2 separate regions of the Bombyx mori genome follow, and region 1 is linked to region 2. The links are chromatin contacts, called in public Hi-C maps. All regions are on one chromosome and are shown on one strand. The core of a region is the stretch at or near the end of the contact, and the rest is flanking DNA. Distances in the headings are between cores, read along the strand shown. Region 1 overlaps LOC101741761 (four and a half LIM domains protein 2). Region 2 holds the start of LOC134200940.

Region 1 (5,070 bases), core at 512-3,011, 47 kb before region 2:
ACTTATTGTAAGATTCTACACCCTAATAAATATTATTTAACATTGTAAAAATATTGATAACATTCAATTATATCGTAACAAGTTTATTACTTATTCGAGAACAAAAATATTATATTTTTTAATTTTATTAGTAAAACTAAATGTCACTTACAATTACTGTGTTAGATGGCGACCTTCCGATGGCGTATATGGCAACATTACATCTAAAATCTCATTTTTTAAATAACATGTGACACAGCAACACCATCGGCGTCTCTTCGAATAAAAAGTGCGTACTCCCGTATATAAATAAATACTTAAAATATAACAAGTATATTAATACTTTGTCAATATATTCCTTACACACTATGTTACAATATGACAAGCACTTCTTACTAAGTTCGATTATAAATGATGAACAATAAAATTTAGATCTGGCAACACCAGCCAAGATGCCTTCTTACATTACAATGTTGTTAAAATCGAATGTCCTTTTCTGTCACTTCGTTTTTCGAATTGATAGAAAGGAAGGCAAGATTTAGAGGCACAACATTCACATTTATTAAGGTGGTACGAATTATATTAAAACATAATAATTTCAAAATTGACTTAGATATGTTATTAAGGCATCGTGTGAATCCAGCGCCGCAATATAGATCTAGGACTAAATACAACAGCCAAAGCGAAATAACGTGGCGGTTAGCACATCGATACATACATAAAATAAATACAGATTATACGTATTAAATTCGACTATTAGTATCAATATCTGAGTGATAACAGTCTATATAAATATATTATATAGATAATAAATTCAATAGAAAAGCAAATTAAATCAATTTTGTGCATTCACTTTAATTAATTATTTTTTTGTGATTTTTCGTGTATTTTTTACTTTTATTAAATAAAAAAAATATCGTTATTTGGGCACCGTACTAACGTTGGCCCTGCCCTTGCGAAAGTTAAATTTGTCAGTGATGTCGTAAATCTTTTCGCTCGAGGTGTCCTGCTTTCTGAACGCGCACCAGTCTCGGGCGTTAGCGACTACCGGTAGTATGGTATGTTCGCTGCACATCACAAAAACATTTGTCATATATAAATTGTATTGCGTGTGAGGGATGGAGCGATGCGAGAGCGGAAGCGTTGAAGCGAGACAGGTGTATTTACATGAGCTTCTGCTTGGCGCACTCGGGACAGATGATGTCCTGTCCGTCGGTGATGAAGCCCTTGCCGACGAGCGAGGTCTTGCACTGCGCGCAGATGAAGCAGTCGTTGTGCCAGTGTCTGTCTTCGAACGAGATGAAGCGGGTGCCGCCGATACCTGGAAACGTCACATTTCATTTGGACCGTTCTAATTTAGTTGTTTTTGGAACGAAGTTATGGGACGATGCGGAGGGGTACCCTAACCGGGAAAAAACGTTTGTAACGTAAGATTTTTATTAGTAATGCACACAGTGTACGACTTAAGTATCTAATAACGTACAAAAAATAACATATTTTTTTATCATTCATTGACCACGATCTCAGAGCGTTCGTTTGCGCAACTCATGCAAACAACCGTGAATGAAGTGTACCACAATAAGTTCGCACGTTTTATTTTCTTTATACCTCGAATAGAACTTAAAATTAATATTTTTATAATAAGGAACTTCGCTACTACCTGTTTTTTTTTTTTTTTTGGAGTGCCAGTTCGTCATACCTGTGATGGGCTTGGTGCAAGAAGTGCAGCGCTTGGCGAACAGTTCCCCGAAGCACTCGGCGCAGTAGGGCTTCTCGTCGCGCGAAGTGAACCGCTGGCCGGCGAGCGACGTGTTGCAGTTCGTGCACGTGAAGCACTCGCGGTGCCATGGCTCGTTCTTGTACGTCACGCCGCCTTGTGTGATTATCTGGAAATTAAAATCAGAGTTACACTCTCTAGGTATTCTAAACGCATAAATAAAGTTATGGTGCCCCTATGATGTCTCGTCATAGGGGCACCATAACTCTAGCTGAGTGCCCTGAGAGGTTATATCAGCGTAACCTTAACTAGTAACCCTGACGACGTTGCTAACACGAACCCTAGGAAGAGCCGTGCTTCGTAGAATCTACCACCGGATCGGAAACGCGACCCACTGAGAAGATCCGGCAAGAAACTCAGTGGGCTGTATCTGGGGGTTAATTTATGACCGGATGTACCGATGACCGGAGTAAGAATTCGCATATTAGGAAACCTCTTTACTAAAATCCTCCCGATCCTGCGAACCGAATGGTAAAGAGTCGACAACGCTCTACACACGTCATTTTAGATCCTTCCGATCGACTAACGGTGCTTTTAGTTACCTCAAGCACCGGTCATCGTCCTCGCCGAACCCGTCGCTTGCGACGAAGAGTTCGACGAGCAAAGTAACCCACAGACAAGCCCACCGAGTTTCACGCTGGATCTTCTCAGTGGGTCGCGTTTTTTATCTGGTGGTAGATTCTGCGAAGCACTGCTTTTGCTAGGGCTAGTTTTAGCAACGTCGTCAGGTTTCAGCCCCATGAGCTCACCTACTACTTCTATGAATCTAGTATAACCCCTCAAGGTTACTAGAATAGGTAGGAAAAAAATCTAAAATTCGTAGGCGTTCTCTTGTCCGTCTCTTGTCAGTAGTAAAACAAGCAATATTTGTGTGTTCCATATATTTTAAACTTCAATTTTGTATAGGAGGGTTGGCGCTTCTAGATACCTACATAATGACTGTTTTTTTAATAAAATCGAATAGATAAAAGAAGTTAGAATCAAATAGATAAAAGAAGTTAGTTAGTTAAAGCGGCCAATGGTCGGAGGCGCTGGCGGGACATTACAAGGAGTAAAATTATGTCGTAGTACAATGGTCACGACCCTCAGCAGTGCGGAAACGACCCAAGGAGGAGAAAAGAAGTTAATGTACTGTGTAGGTACCTTGTTACACTTGACGCAGCGGGTGGCGAACTTGTCCTCGTAGCAGCCGGCGCAGTAGATCTCTTGCTCGCGCGGGATGAAGCTCTTCGTGCCGATCGGGTTCTTGCAGACAACGCAGCAGAAGCACTTCTCGTGCCACTGCCTGGTCTTGTACTCCATCTTCTTGGTTCCTGAAACCAAGCATAAAGACCTTTTTAATATCATCTATAATTACTTCTGCAAATATAAATTAAGGAGTAACATTTTTTGTTTATGCCCCTAACATACAATCACTTCAATGAATTTAACAACATTTCGTTAACGATAACGACTTATTTTTAACGATATTGTCTAAAATATACGCAAAAATCAGCTTGGAGAATTTACGTGAGGTAAGTAATGTTTTTATGTACCTTGATTACCTGATTGATACCTAGAAATTTGCTGAGCGAGCTATCAGATAGGCATGCGGTCCTAGTACATACTAACACTATTCAATTGGCCACATTTCGTTAGTCAGAAAATACGTGACGTCCTGTGATTCTGGTATCTCGAGCTAAATCATATTAGTTTGATAGAATACGTGTGCTTACCTATTAGGTACTTTAGCGAAATTATAGGGATATAACTAAAAATTTAAGTTGAGGTTTTTTTTTTTTTTAAATTGCTTTCGCGTGGGGCAAGTTCATTTGTATAATGTTCAATTTGTAGTTTATCGTTTCCAGTCGACCTCGCGATTTCAAGTTCAGCGATCTTCCGGCAAGGTCTCGCAATAAAACTACATGAAAACATTGTGAAAGCGACGTTTTTACGACCGGAAACGGATGCGGAACGGTACAAACCTTACCATTTATGAATCGAGTTTTTGAAAAGCAATTTGTGGTGCCTCTTGTAGTTGAGGGCAATCGAGTTTCGCAAAGAAATATTCAAGAGTAAAAATCACAGTCCATCTGTTGCTTGTTGGTTTTAATTCACCTTTTTCCGAACGAAGACTATTTAGCTTTAAAATTAACAATTTTCGTAAACACACCGTTACTCATACGGTGGATGTAAATCTTCATAAAATATGTCTATTTTGTAACAACCTGTCATTATGCTCAATATATAAATCGAACACAATAATTAATAGTCATAAATTATAATTTGGAAACAAATTAAATTCAAGATTGTCTATTTTTGGTTCAATCAATATTTTTATATGTTGTGTTGTTAATTAATTACTATACAACTAGCAACTACTATATTCTTAAATGCTTATTTAGGTATGTATCATCATCGTATTCTAACGTCTTGGCTGAGTTTTTATTCATTTATTAGCGGACCCGAAAGACTTCGTAGTGCCTCAATCGATAAATAAAAAACCTAAACTTTTGTATAAAATAAAATTAAAACAAACAAAAGGAATCGGTCCGACGGGGGACACATCAAAGGCGAAACAAAATTGTTATTTTTATTTAATTCCGAGCATTTTCATATTTATCTATCTTTTAAACCTTCTCTGGACTTCCACAAAAAATTCAAGACTAAAATTAGCCAAATCGGTTCAGCCGTTCTCGAGTTTTAGCGAGACTAACGAAGAGCAATTCAATAGATAAATTTCAATTATCAAAATTATTTTAATATACTACTTCGCTTCGAAGCGGTTTCGTATTTTAATTTAAGGCAGAATCGGAAACAGTAAGGATTTTGTCACCTTTTTTATTCAGTCCACATAATACATTTTACATAAAAAAAAAATATCATTTTCGTTAATAGAATCGGTCAGACTGGTTTTAAATCTCAACAATGTTTGTAGTGTGTAAATTTATATCTTTTGTAGGAGTTTGTACGTAATCGATGTAGGGACGTATTCGTAAGAATTCATGTCAGAGGTTGCATGCTTGATTATTCCGTCCTTGACAACTTACATGGGTTACAGGGGGTTATATTTGAGCGATGCACGCAACGTGGCTGATACGGACTGCATTTTACAACGTTTTTCTTATTTCGTTGTTTCGTTTCGCTCAACGTTCTTTTCAACGACGCGGTTTTCAACTTTATTGATGCACTCGTAGTTTTATCGCGAAATGTTTTAAGTACAAAATGTTCAATAAACCTATAAAATGTTTCTCGAATTTCGTTGTATGAATATCGTGAATCGAATCCAAATTCGATGGTGTGTTTTGTACCTTATGCCTCATGGTAAGCTAGTT
Region 2 (4,845 bases), core at 519-3,018:
CTTCTGGAATGAGAACGCGCTGATAAATTAGGAGCGCTTCCGAACGCGCCGACCTTATCTTCTTTGTTCATCCGTCCGAACTCCGCCTCTTCGAGCGACGTGAACATGTTTAGTTCTTCCTCGCGGGACGCACGAGAATCTTTCGACGATGTCGACGAAGACGACCTTCGCTTTTTGAAACTCCTGCGTCTCCCGCTTGGGTCGTGTCGTTGCAAAGGTCGATACTTAATTCCGTCAAGTGATCTTAAACAAAACATGAACATAATACAGTGAGTGATGGCTCTCTGAGAACGTGCATGGCTCGATGGATGTGTACAATGTGGCTACAGCACTACAAGCGCGTGACAAGTGTGTGGCGAACTCATCGGATATTAACCTGAGAAAATCTTCGTTGTACACCCCGCCGTTGTCGTCGTCATATGATTGAAAATGGATCTCTGGTGTCGGAGGCGGACTCTGGGGACTGTACTCCCAGGTCATTTTATCCTTGGTAGTTTCTTCGTCGGTAACATGATTCAAGTTGATAGGAGTTGGCGATCGTCTGCTTTGTCCAACGTTGATAGATTCCGAGCTATTAGATAGGATAGTTTTCGTTCTAGTTGGCGAATACCTTTCAGGTTTGAAATCGCCATTTGGAATCGTGTGGTCTTCGACTGATTCTTGACCAAAGCTAGAGATTCTCGTAGAAAATAACAGGGGAGTAGAATCGGATTTTTCATTATAGTACTTTACTTCGGCGGATTGGAGTCTTCCTTTCTTATCTTCCGTCAAACATATGTATCCTTGGCCGTAATCGATCCAGCTGTTTGACGTTTTAGCGGATTTTCTGAGGAGATCTGTGTAGTGCTCAACAAGATCTTCGAAGCCTGGTTGATTGTCAGGTATGGTACCGCTTAGGATGTGTCTAACACATTCAACAGCTTCATGGACACCGGCGTAGGTGATCACGATAGATACCATAAGTCCCATTGTAATATATCAGCACTTAACTAAAGGAATGTTTAGGGTTTTTTGATTGAACTCAACTAAAAGGGGAGGGATGTCTGTAGCGATATATCGCTGTGGCAAGATTTGAACAACTGAAATTAAAGTGTTATTGTGTGCCAATGAATTCAATCCAGATTTAGACTAGCTTGGCGTTGCCCAAAGTATTACATTTTACACGATCGCTCAAGGCTGAGGTCGCTGTGTTTTCCGAACCGGTAATATATGTGTTCCAATCAATTAATAGATTGGTAACAAATCTTTTTAATAGTCAGTTAATCTTATGTGGCGTAGGTGGACAATTCACAGTAGAATCTCCATTATCCAACAAAAAGACATTATGTTGTCTTGGAAGAATGCTTATCAGAAATTTATTGTAAAACATTTTTTTAGAAATTTCTTATTGATATATCGACTGTTTGACTTCGACATATTTATTTATTTATTGCGTACACGACGTAGGGAAACAGTCTTCTAAAAACATTCTGTTTGCTCTACTAATTCACTAACTACTACTCTAATCGTTACGGATTGATTTATGTTGTTGCAAATATATTATGCATATTAAAATTAAGATCCCTCTACATAGTTAAAACTTGGCTTTGACAACAAGGTGATATGATGCGTGTGACATTTGTTAGCCATATGGATGTTATTATCTGTAAATAAATCATTTGTAAATTGAGCCAATGAATGTTTGCTATTATCATAGGCGTCTTGGATTTACGTTTTCTACCTGGTCTTAAACTTTAATTTAAAAATAATAGTTTAAAGAAACTAACAAAATACGTTTTTATAGAAAGTTCAACTAAAAAATAGAAAATAAATTTTAAGAAATTTGAAAAAAAAAATTTCTTACACATTTTTAATAAATAAATTTTAAGAAATTTGAAAAAAAAATTTCTTACACATTTTTAATTCAAATTTATTAAAATTTATTTTCTATTTTTAGTTGGATTTTCTATAAACGCGTATTTTGTTAGTTTTTTTAAACTATTATTTATTTTTCATTTTTTAGTTGAATTTCAATTTTTTCAATTTTTTTTTAATGTTGGATTTGTCATCGATCCTTAATAAGTTTACCAAATTTCGAGTTAATCCGACGTTTTGAAGGGGGTCAAAATCATGTTCAAAGATTTCGTTACAAACTAAAATACTAACATACATACGTCTGAAGCTAATAAAAGCGTATTAAAAATAGTTAATTTTACGAAAGACTTCATTGGTGGCAGCGTGTAATCATCCTACGTGAGTTTTGTTTTAGTGATATTATGGAATCTTTTGAGACCGCAGGGGTCGGTACTACCATCCTGCCTATGTCTATCTAACCTAACAGTTATGCGTTCCAGTTTAAGGGATGCAACAATTACGGTTTGAGTCCATAGACATCACACCGTGATCACCGCTATCCACGTTCACACTAGAAGTCTAAGACTCCAGCTTTAAAGATTACGCGAATTATAATTTTGCGGGTTTGATTTTCGTTACACTTCCACTGAGTTTCTGGCCGTATCTTCTCAGTGGGTCGCGTTTCCGATCCGGCGGTAGAAGCACTGCTCTTGCTAGGTTCAGTGTTAGCGTCACTCCGTTTTGAGCCCCGTGAGCTCACCTACTAGTTAAGGTTACGCTGAAATAGCCTCTAAAGGCTATCAGTTTAGGTAGGAAAAAACAATCGTTGTTATTCTTTCATGGCGCAAGTCCTTCGTGCACATGTGTTAAGTACGTAGTTCATTAGATAATTTGTTACCTGCCAGCGGGATTCCTTATCGTTTAGGCTACGATAACTTCTCTTTTTCTTTTTTATTTCTAGTTTCTTAGTTTAGTTTAGTGAAGGAATAATTTAGCAGAAAAGCGGCAATAAATTTTAATTTTAATTCATGCCTTTTTTTTATAAATTATGCACGTGTCATTGACCTTTAAAAAACCCGTTGCACACGTAACTAACATGTACTAATATAATATATGTCGCTCATAAAACGCGCGCCGGATAAAATTCGCAGATTGTTTTGAAATAATGCCAGACCGAATAGAACTCAATGGCCGCGACGGTTCGCTTTAAAAAAATAGTATCAATTCCGATTTTTTTTTTTTTAAATGAAAAACAATCTATTTTCATAAACAGCAGCGGAAAATTGTTTTAATGTTGTTTTTTTAGCTAGAATAGGCTTATATTAAAACTGATGACGCCTTATTTATTATTGTTCAAATCAATTATATGTATGGCGGAAAATTCCACACACGAAATCGGATTTAAGACTTGGTGTTAGTCGAAGAGATATTAAGATTTTATTGAATTTGCATCTCAAATCTCAGGGTGGTGGTGTTTTTTTTTTTTTTTTTTATTGCCCTTGCAGGCAAACTAGCATACGGCCCACGTGATGGTGAGTGGTTACCGTCGCCCATGGACTTCAGCAATGCCAGGGGCAGAGCCAAGCCGCTGCCTACCAAAGCTGCTGGTGTCCTCGTTGATGTCTATAAGTTCCAATAACCACTTATCACTAGCCCGTTTGCTCATCTGATTACGAAAGTAAGGCTCCGGTAACCATGATCAATGCCATAAGAATTTTTTTTATCTTAAATTAATTTATCCGTAAAAGTTATATTAAGAATTTTTTTTAATACTGGTTATGTTTAAAATAGCATCAGCCATGAATATTTGATTTTAATAAAATTAAAATAAAACTTAAATTATAAACCTCCTCATATCTGTAAAATAACGGTAAATTTTAGAATGCCTATAACGTGCTTATAACTATTTAATTTAAAAGATGAAAAAAGTTCATTTTAATAATAATGTACCAATTAATTTTATAAATTACAGATTCCGTTCCAGATTCCATTCCAGAGTCCGTTTGTTTGAACAACAAATATTTTCAAAAATATATTAATCTATATATATAAAAGAAAGTCGTGTTAGTTACACTATTTATAACTCAAGAACGGCTGAACTGATTTGGCTGAAAATTGGTGGGGAGGTAGCTTAGAACCAGGAGAAGGACATAGGATATTTTTTATCACGTTCCCGTGGGACTTGACATAAAACGTGATGTAACAAAACGCAACTGATATGGAATAACAAAATGCAGCTGACAGCTAAACGTAATGTAGTCTATGGTTAATTATAATAGAATTTTGAAGTTGACCGGTTGATGTGTTTGTTTCGAATTTCTATTTATTGTGCCGAGATAGGTAATCAGTAAGAAAGTCATGTCGCGACCGGCACGATCAAATCTTTCCCGACGAAGCCGTAATGCAGCTAGGATTCGAAACATTGCGAGTGAAAGGACTGAAGAAGAACAAGAAAATACAATAACAATAATAAACAAATACATGACCAATAAAGTATCATTAAAATACTTGCTATTTTAATTTATATTAATTATCCAAATAAAAAATTTACCATGATAAAATCGAAAATCCGCTCATTTATTGCCTCTATAAGTAAGGCGGAAGAAAGTTCGCCGGGTCATCTAGTTTATTTCAAATCTAATATTTCTGTACGGAATGTTAATGTTTTTGTCTGCAATCTACTTCCTCGCGCGTCTTATCCAGTTTTATTGAAAAATTTTATATAAATATTTATATTTAAATTTACTTTTATACTGTGAAATTTGGGATCTTCTTTTCATAGTACCATTAATTTACGACAGTTGGCGCCCGCGTACTTTTAATAATTGGGGGTTATTTATATATTTGGCGATAGCAACGATGTGTGCTGATCTATGCTTCCAAAACCATAACACACATAAATAATAATTGAAAATGGTTTTTTTTATTGCGTCGATGGCTGGACGAGTTCACGGCCCACCTGGTGTTGAGTGGTTAGCGAAGCCCATAGACATAATGAAACACACCTTGAGA

What was found. Hi-C and Micro-C count contacts between places; a contact is called where the count stands out from the background.
Region 1: a contact with region 2 is called in a Hi-C map of whole pupa, with 1.8 times the contacts expected there. The contact joins the enhancer-like site here to the promoter of LOC134200940 in region 2. A contact is called at or near these places in 2 of 7 Hi-C or Micro-C datasets (both in whole pupa).

The regions. Positions count from the first base shown.
Region 1 is chr22:2,821,427-2,826,496 of ASM3026992v2, reverse strand. It overlaps LOC101741761 (four and a half LIM domains protein 2), which reads right to left. Exons shown (of 10, transcript XM_062674867.1): 9 at 2,900-3,069; 10 at 1-1,865. The coding sequence ends at 1,503. Among protein-coding and RNA genes, the nearest start is that of LOC101742199, 6.3 kb to the left of the region's middle. Within about 2 kb of position 1,761, at least 2 of the 8 cell types and tissues checked have open chromatin away from gene starts, as enhancers often do.
Region 2 is chr22:2,774,624-2,779,468 of ASM3026992v2, reverse strand. LOC134200940 reads right to left here and starts at 1,768. Exons shown (of 2, transcript XM_062674869.1): 1 at 377-1,768; 2 at 1-243. The coding sequence starts at 969. The region is part of intron 6 of LOC101741761 (four and a half LIM domains protein 2); the gene reads right to left.